2 separate regions of the Mus musculus genome follow, and region 1 is linked to region 2. A link is a contact called in public ChIA-PET data. All regions are on one chromosome and are shown on one strand. The core of a region is the stretch at or near the end of the contact, and the rest is flanking DNA. Distances in the headings are between cores, read along the strand shown. Region 1 has its middle 37 kb from the start of Vegfa. Region 2 has its middle 12 kb from the start of 4930542M03Rik.

Region 1 (3,848 bases), core at 975-3,474, 120 kb before region 2:
TTCCGGGAGAAGCGATGCTGGCAGATTTTGGGGTGTGTTTGGGTTGGGGCAGATCCTGTAAGACTGACCATCTTGAGGCATTCCTCATTACTATTTCTGACTGGTGAGATATAGTTTTCAGGTATTATCTCAGATTGCATGGCCACCTGAGCTTAGATGCTGGCTATCCAGTAAAGCCCAAGGGACGCTGAGAGAAAGATGGTGTTCATTTGCCAACATATTCTCAGGGCCTGTCTTTTCATAATGTTTGTTTCACTGGATGGAGGAATGGATGGATCATAGATAGGTGGGTGGTTGGGTGCAAATAAATAAGTAGAGGGGTGGGTGCGTGTTTGTGGATACATACATGAATGGCTCTCTGGGTTAGTGGGATGAGCAGGTGGTGATGGATGGTTGGATGAGTAGGTAGATATGGACAGATGGGTGTTTGGATTGATGGGTGAATAGATAGGTAGGTGAAGATTGGTTGGTTGGTTGGTTGGAAGGGTAAATGAGTTGTGTGAGTGGGTAGATGGGTGGATGTATGCATGGCTGGATGGGTTGGTTGGTGGAAAGACGAAAAGTGAATCTGTTGAGTGGCAGATTGGATGGGTGGTAGATGAATGGATGAATAGATAGATAGAGGGATGGCTGGACTGATGGTTAAATAGGTCAGTAGATGAGCAGATATATGAATGGCTGGGTGTTTGGAAGGATAGATGAATGGTTGGGTAAGTGGTATGATGGATGGATTTGCGGGTAGATTCATGGGTGTTTGAATTGTTGGACAGATAGATGAGTGAGGATAGATGGATTGATGGTTGGTGGGCCGGTAGATGAATGGATAGATGAATGGATGATGGGTAGTTGGACAGATGAAAGGATGAATGGATAGGTGTAGGTAGATGGTTGGATGGAGGGGTAGATGGGTGGCTAGGAAGATGGCCAGAAAGATGGAAGGTTGGGAGGATGAGTAGCTGGGTAGCTGGGCAGACTGGTAGGTAGTTGGATGGGTTGATGATGATGGATGATGGTTAGGTAAATATTTGAGTGAATAAATGGATAGGTGGGAGTGGTATTCTGGGTTCTATGGTTGAGAGCTCTCCTCCTCTGGGAATCCCCTTGAGAAAACGTCTTCCCTACTGTCTACATATCTGCATTCCCATTGTTTTGTTGATATGATCTTGATTTCTTTACTGATCCTCTCAGATGATTTCAGATGGTTGTGTTCAAGCCAGTGAGAGACAGAGTCTTCTAATTCTCCATGTTGCCCACTAATGCTTGCCCTGGTACCTGCACACTGTTGGATGCTTACCAGACTATGGGATCTGGACAAAAGAGGCAGGGGTGGGCTGTGGTCGGTTGTTCTTACAAGATGATTCACTTTTTTGGTGAAAGAGCTTAGCTCCTACCTCTTTGGTCAATCCCACACACCACATCTCAGACCTGGGATTTCTTTCTGTACAGACTTGGTCATCAAAACCAGTTGACAGTCACTTGTGTATTCTCTCCCAAGCTGTTTGCTATGTGCCTCTAATGTATCAGATGCTGTGCTTGATAGAGCTGAAGGTGGAGGTGGTATAAGGAATGTCTCATCTGCCAGAGGTGCACCTAAATTCTGGAGCTTGAGGTCAGGATATCAGAGAAGACTTCCCAGAGAGATAGTGGCCCTGGAACCCTTGCTAAACCCTTATTCGAACTTTTTGTTGAGAGAGCGTAAGTCCATCTCAGTTATCCAAGACCTTCCTGGTCGTCCTTCCATGCCCTTCTCCATCCTGCTCCATGGAGTTGTCAGAACTAAAATACTGGCTGACAGTGACAACCCCTTCCCCTGTAGACAGATGTGTGGGGCTCAGAGCTGAAGCAAGGCACCCACCGAGGCTCTGCTGTGACTCTGGGGATTGGTACCTAGCTTGCACTCTCTCACAGACTGCACCTCTGCTGCTTGTCTTCACTAGCCCTGAGCCTTTTGTGCCAACCCAGTACCTGAGGCTCTGAAATGGGCACTTGACACAGCTGGGATGTCCCTCCTTGCCAAGGTTCCCCTGCTTCACAGTGACAGGTGGGCACCAGAAACATGAGACTGTGAGTCTTGTTAGAGGGAGGTTGGGTGTGAGCATGGCCCAGTTATTATGCAGAGAGGGTGTCTAGGGAGAGAGCGTGGCTCTGGAACTCTGATGGGCCACTGTGTTACAACCCCCACCTCCCTTCACCGGGCAGCTGTGCAGAGGCGGTGCAGCAGCTGCCCTTGCCCTCGGGGCGGGCCTCTAGCAGTGCTCCCAGGCCTTGTTGCCCTGCCAGCCCAAAGGCACAAAGTCCAATGGGGTGATTTTGACATCTCTTCCCATGGCAGCCTTAAAGAGCCCATGCCTCTTGAGAGTTAATAATTAATAATTACACATTGGGTCACTGCCAGACCCCGATGGCGGCATGTATGAAGATGAGTGGGTAGATGGTTATAAGGAGGTGACAGAGCTGTAGCCTGCTCCTAAGGAGAGGCTGGAGGTCTCGTCCTTGAATCTCATCCCCTCGGGGCTGTCTCTACCATGCAGCTCTGGCCTGGAGCCATAAAGAAGATTCTGTATCTTTAATGGCAAAGAGCCCAGTGAGCTCAGCGAGAGAGAGTAAAGTCTCGGATGCTGCCCCCCAGCTCTGACAGGAGAGCATTCAGAAGAAAAATCATGCCAGGCGACGGATGCCCACCATGGAGGCGGGTGACTCCCAGGCTAATGGGAAGTGGGGTTCTATCTTAGGGCCGAATCTTTCTTCTATCCTTCATCTCTGCTCCTCTAGTTTTGGGAAGCAAGGTGACAAAGACTAACAGTGACATCAAGAAACTCCTTCACGGGTGCCGGGCATATTCTGTAGCCTTGTGACAAAGGTATTTCTTTCAACCTTTTGACAGCTGTAATGGGCCTTGTCCCTCCAATGTCCCCCACTAAACTAGCTCACTTGATCTTCTAGGAATCTTTCGAGATTTACCACATCCAGCCCACATTCCCTCCTCTTCCTCCCAGTAAGAATCTAGCAGGTCTGAACTAAGCCAGGCTGGGCCATCAGCCCCTGCCCACATTGCTATGCTCATCACCTCTCTATAGTCAGAGCCAGGGCTCTGACAGGCCTGGAGGAGATGAAGGGACAGACAAAATGACCTCAACAAGAAAGTAGACCGTGGGAAGGATGAGTTACCTCCTGGCTGGCCTCAGCTTTTGACCTAGAAGGCTCATCACAAGTCTGTTGGGGGTTCAAGTCAAAATATTGCTAGAAGCTGGGCATGGTGGCACCTCTCTAATGCCAGCACTAAGTGTGCAGAGGCAGGCAGATCTTTGTGAGCTCAAATGCAGCCTAGTCTACTGCAGTGAGTCTCAGGACAGCCAAGATCACACACATATTGAGAGATCCTGTCTCAAAAGCGAACAAAATTTTTTCTTGAGCTAGGTGTGCTGTTTGGTGCCCACTTGCAATCCCAGCACTAAAACAGGGGCAAAAGAATTGCCAATGAGTTCTAGGCCAGTCTGGGTGACATGGCAAGATCCTGTCTCAAAAATGCAACAGCAGAATAAGGAAAATAAATAAAACCTTTCTACCTTCATTCTGAGAGTAGCTTCTACCTAGCACAAGGAACCACACCAAGGAGATGCAGGCTAAAACTCAAGTGGCCAGGCTGACATGACACACACTGTACTATCTCCCCACATATGTGCCTTCAGGTACATGAGCCCAGGTGTGCATGTGGGGGAGGGGTACAATCATTCTCAACGCTACCTCGTGTGTGTGTGTGTGTGTGTGTGTTCGTGCGTGCGTGCATGCGTGCACTCGTGCACGCACACACACAGATTATGATGTTGAATGTTTTTTCCTCAATCACT
Region 2 (4,207 bases), core at 895-3,394:
AACCACTTCCCTTCCCAACCAATTATCTATGTCGCCCGGTTACCCGGAGTCAGTTGGACTAGTCCCAGCACACCCCAGGCTAGGCTGCATTTCTGTGCCTTGGCACAAGCTGTTCCAAATGTCCATTCCCTGGCTCTGTGGGCAATTGATAAATTCAGGTTTGGCTTTTAGAACCTCGAGCCAGTGACACCTCCTTCTAGAAGCCCTCCAGGGTTCTATTCCCACTCCTACACAGACTTGGAGCCAGTTCTGTCTTTCCACTCTGCCCATGCTGTGTCCCCAGGAGCCCCCCTGAACTCCCTGGGGGAGGAGCCAGTGCCCATTCTTGTCTTCCCTGGTTCTTCCTCTCCTCACAGTGGGGAAGAGACAGATGTGCCCTGAGGCCAGAGGCTGGGGGAGAAGGATAAAGTATAGATTGGTTTTTCACTCATCTATTTATTTGTTTATTTGTGTCCCCATTGAGGGAAGGGGTGGGTCTGGGACGGACGCACCCTGGACACTTACAAGGTACTCTAGGATCTCCAGAGGGATGGATGTGACGGAAGCTGGCTTCAGTATAGGTTAACCTTCACGTGGGCAGAACCCTAGGACCTAACGAGGCAGAGGACTGCCCTGTTTGCTAGACTTGGAAGGTCAGCAAGCTCTCTGTGGGGAGCAAGCTCCATCAACCTTGGTCAGCAAAAGTACAGAGGGAGGAGGAAGTACAGAGGGCGGGGGCCAGGTGGGGGTGGCGTCTGGAGGTGTCACTGTACCTGTGAGGAGCTCTCACCACGTCTCTCCTACCCCTGCCATCATTAATGAGGTGGCTGTCCTTGGGCCCACATCACGGAGCAGGTGACCACTTTTCTGCTGGGTCAGGATGACATGAGATCCTTACTTTGTGACGTCACTCGGGCATCTGGCCTTGGGTCTGTCTGTCTGCTTTGGAGTGGAGAACCACAATAACAGCAGATCTGATCCCGGGCTTCCTTCTCAGCAAGCAGGGTACACACCAGGTGTGGGCCCTTCTGTTGGGTGGGGCAGGAAACCAGAGAGCAAGGAGCTTGGCTGCAAGCCCCTTAACCTGATGATCCATCTCGCCAGCCCTCCATGTTTGATCCACAGATCCATATGTATTCACAGAAACTTGTGGGACAACAGCAAATAGCTATTGGTGGCTACTGTGCATTGAGAACAGTTTTTAGTGCCTTATTTCCATCCAACCAATTTTATATATTGAGGGCCTGGCACTTTCATAGGAGCTGAGGTCATGGTAGTCTCTTCCTCAGGAAGAGAGTGGTACAAGCAAACTTGGGCCAGGGGTGACGGTAAAGGCCTTTGACCAGAGAGTAGGGAGAGTGACAGAGACAGGGCTCAGACTTTCTCCAGGCCTTGTGACTGTCAGCAGGAGAGAAGCCGCCCTCCCTACCTAGTGGATAAGGAAACAAAAGACTGGAGGGTAGAGTCCCCCAAGCTCAAGTCACCTCCATTGCTTTCTACTGCCACCTCTTTGTCACTCGAAGTCCCCTTTGTTTCCTTTTATTGTTAATGCTAAACCCTATTGGGCCACACAGCAAGACTGAAGCTCGTTAGGTTCCCCAGGGCCAAGATCCAGGTTTGAATTCTGGGCGCAAGGGTTCTGTTCTGGATGTGGGTGTGGGGTTTATAGAGCTCCTTCCCCCACCCACCCACCTCCCAGATACTGACTGTAAGCTGTGTGCATATTCGGGGCTGCGGGGGGGGGGGGCGGGGGGAGTGCATGTGTGCATGTGTGAGTACTTATGTGTCTGAATATACGTGAAAGGCAGAGAACAACCTTGAGGGTCAGTCATTGCCTTGTATTTTAAGATGTAGTCTCTCACTAGTTACCTGGACCACATCAAGTCAGCTAGGCTAGCTGCTTGTGCCCCCAGCCACCTGCCTATCCCTACCACCTCTGTGCTGAGACTACAAACGTGTCCCCCCATGACTGGCTCTTCCGGGTGGGTTCTGGAGCTCAGATTCAGACCCTGGCACTTGCTCAGCAGGCACACTACCTGCCAAGCCACCTCTCCAGCCTGCTGACGGCTCACGAAGGCTCCGTGGGGTCAGATTCCATGAGGACTGGTTAGCTAGGCTTGAGTTTGAATGCTGGCCTTGTCCCCACAAGCCTGGCGTGACCTGTGGCTGCTCTGGCCACCCACGAGGGTTGCAGCCTGGGCAGACAGAAGTCCAAAAGTCAAGAGGCCAGGCTTGACCCTGGGGAGGACAGCTGGCTCCCGGGGAGGGACCTTCCCTGGACCCCGGAGGAAGTCAGCTCAGGCCTGCAAGCAAGCAGGCAAGCAGCCCAAGGGTACCTCGGGTTTCTCGGTGTCTGCAGCTGCTCCTGGGACCACCCCATGAGACAGAGCTACTGAGTCCCCCAGAGATCCTTAAGGAACCAAGACTGTGGGAGGTGGTGATGGCTTTTTCTCAGCAGGATTTGTGTGTGTGTGTGTGTGTGTATGTGTGTGTGTGTGTGTGTGTGTGTTCAGCAGGGAGGGGGCTTGCTCCACTTCTGAGCCTGGAATTTATACAGCCCCTCGTTGGCGGCTGTAGTTTATCTTGAGTGAAAGAATAATAAACTTGTTTGACAGGATGATGTATTCAAAGCATCCGCCATCAGAGCGCAGAGCACAGCCTGCTGTCAGGATGTCTGGTGTGGTGGGGACCATCTTATCAAGTGTTTGGCCCCTGAGGATTGTCAACAATATGTTGTTTGTGGGCTGGGAGTAAGGCAGAGATGGGCCTGGTTGGGGGAGACTAAGGAGAATCTGGCCATACTGAGACAGGGTGGCCGCCCAGATGGGGTCAGGAAGGCTGCAGCCTCTGATGGAAGGCAGCCCAGGAACAGTTCAGGCCCAGCCCCCTTCTGCCTGTCCATCGTGTCGTGTCTGGGAGAGAATCTGCTCCATGGACCTCCACATTTCTGCAGGGACAGATGCGGGCCGGCCACAGAGTTTCACAGGGTCCCCTTCCTCCATCTCCCGTAGTTTCCTTAACAGAGCAAAGAAGCTAGCATGAAACTGTAAAACTCTGCAGACACCGTGGGGAGGCAGAGACCGTTTACCTAGCATGAAGGAGGCAATGAATGAATGAATGAATGAATGAATGAATAAATAAATAAATGAAATATGCCAACTAGCTAGCCCTCAGCAGAGGGTAGGGAAAGTCTGGCTCCAGGCCCCACCTCCACCCCTCTACCAGGCAACCTTTGGCCATTCCCATGATCATTCAGAACTTTGTTTCCTCCTATGCTACAAAGGGACTTGACGGTGCTTGCCACCTAGGTTCTGAGCTCAGTGCTGTGGCCACACAACCAGGTGAACACTTTGAAACGCTCCAAGCAGATGAGCTCAAAAGACCTCTGGCAACCCAAGCCTTCCCAAGCTTCAGTTCTCAGACTGTTGGTTTCTCCCTTGGTCCTGGGAAGTCCTTTCTCTTGCTTAACTTTGGGGCCTCTTGTTTCATCCTGAACTCTGCTCCTTCTTGCACAGCTTCTGTACCAATTCTTTCCCAAGCTGCATCCTTTTCTAGCTTCATAGTCCTGATCCCTCTCTCTCTTAAGCTAAGGCCTCCTGCACAGCCAACTCTAGGACTTCTCATTTGTTTAGGGAATGCATTTAAACAAACAAACAAACAACAAGAGAAAAAAAGCCCAACAATAACAATAAACAACAGGTCAATACTCCTGGAACCTGCTGGTGACAGCCCCATGGGACAACAGGGAGGATAGCAAGGAAAGAGGGGAGGGACCATATGTGCAGAGAACTGACCAAGCAGCTGGCCCCCATTCCAGGACTGAATATGGAACCTCACAGAGTCTCTTGGATTATCATCTCCTACTTTACAGATTCAGACACTGAGGCTGGAGAAGACTCTGGATCAAGTGGCCTCCCGCCTTGTACTTGACCTTCTATCTGGGAAAAAAAAAAAAAAAAAAAAAAAGGAAGAACCCCGCCCCACCCACCCAGAGCTTTCCAACAGCTGCTCAGAAGGCTAAGACTCCCTGGAAGACTCAAGGGAGCAAGGAAGGAGCCGAGCCCAGGCAGTCTGACAAGGAGCTCCAGTCTGAATACAGATGTGAGTGAGTGAGCTGGGGCTACCTGGGCTGAGGACAGGAGAGCCCACAGCCAACACTGGTTTCCCTCAGGCCTCGCCCCTCACTCCCTTAGCATCTGCTACCTCTTCTCTTCTTTCCTTCTGTTCT

The links. ChIA-PET counts read pairs in DNA pulled down with a chosen protein or histone mark.
Region 1: a contact with region 2 is called in an ESRRG ChIA-PET map of liver, with 6 times the contacts expected there. The contact joins two enhancer-like sites. A contact is called at or near these places in 6 of 484 Hi-C or Micro-C datasets (the G1E-ER4 cell line, bone marrow-derived dendritic cells, bone marrow-derived macrophages and 3 more), 9 of 115 datasets of contacts at active chromatin or transcription factors (embryonic fibroblasts, embryonic stem cells, epiblast stem cells and 3 more) and 1 of 9 other capture datasets (embryonic stem cells).

The regions. Positions count from the first base shown.
Region 1 is chr17:45,993,092-45,996,939 of GRCm38.p6, reverse strand. No RefSeq gene overlaps it. Among named protein-coding and RNA genes, the nearest start is that of Vegfa, 37 kb to the left of the region's middle. Within about 2 kb of position 2,224, at least 27 of the 459 cell types and tissues checked have an H3K27ac peak or open chromatin away from gene starts, as enhancers often do. A contact at or near this core is called in intestinal villus epithelium and liver, where this site is marked.
Region 2 is chr17:45,867,753-45,871,959 of GRCm38.p6, reverse strand. No RefSeq gene overlaps it. Among named protein-coding and RNA genes, the nearest start is that of 4930542M03Rik, 12 kb to the left of the region's middle. Within about 2 kb of position 2,144, at least 19 of the 459 cell types and tissues checked have an H3K27ac peak or open chromatin away from gene starts, as enhancers often do. A contact at or near this core is called in intestinal villus epithelium and liver, where this site is marked.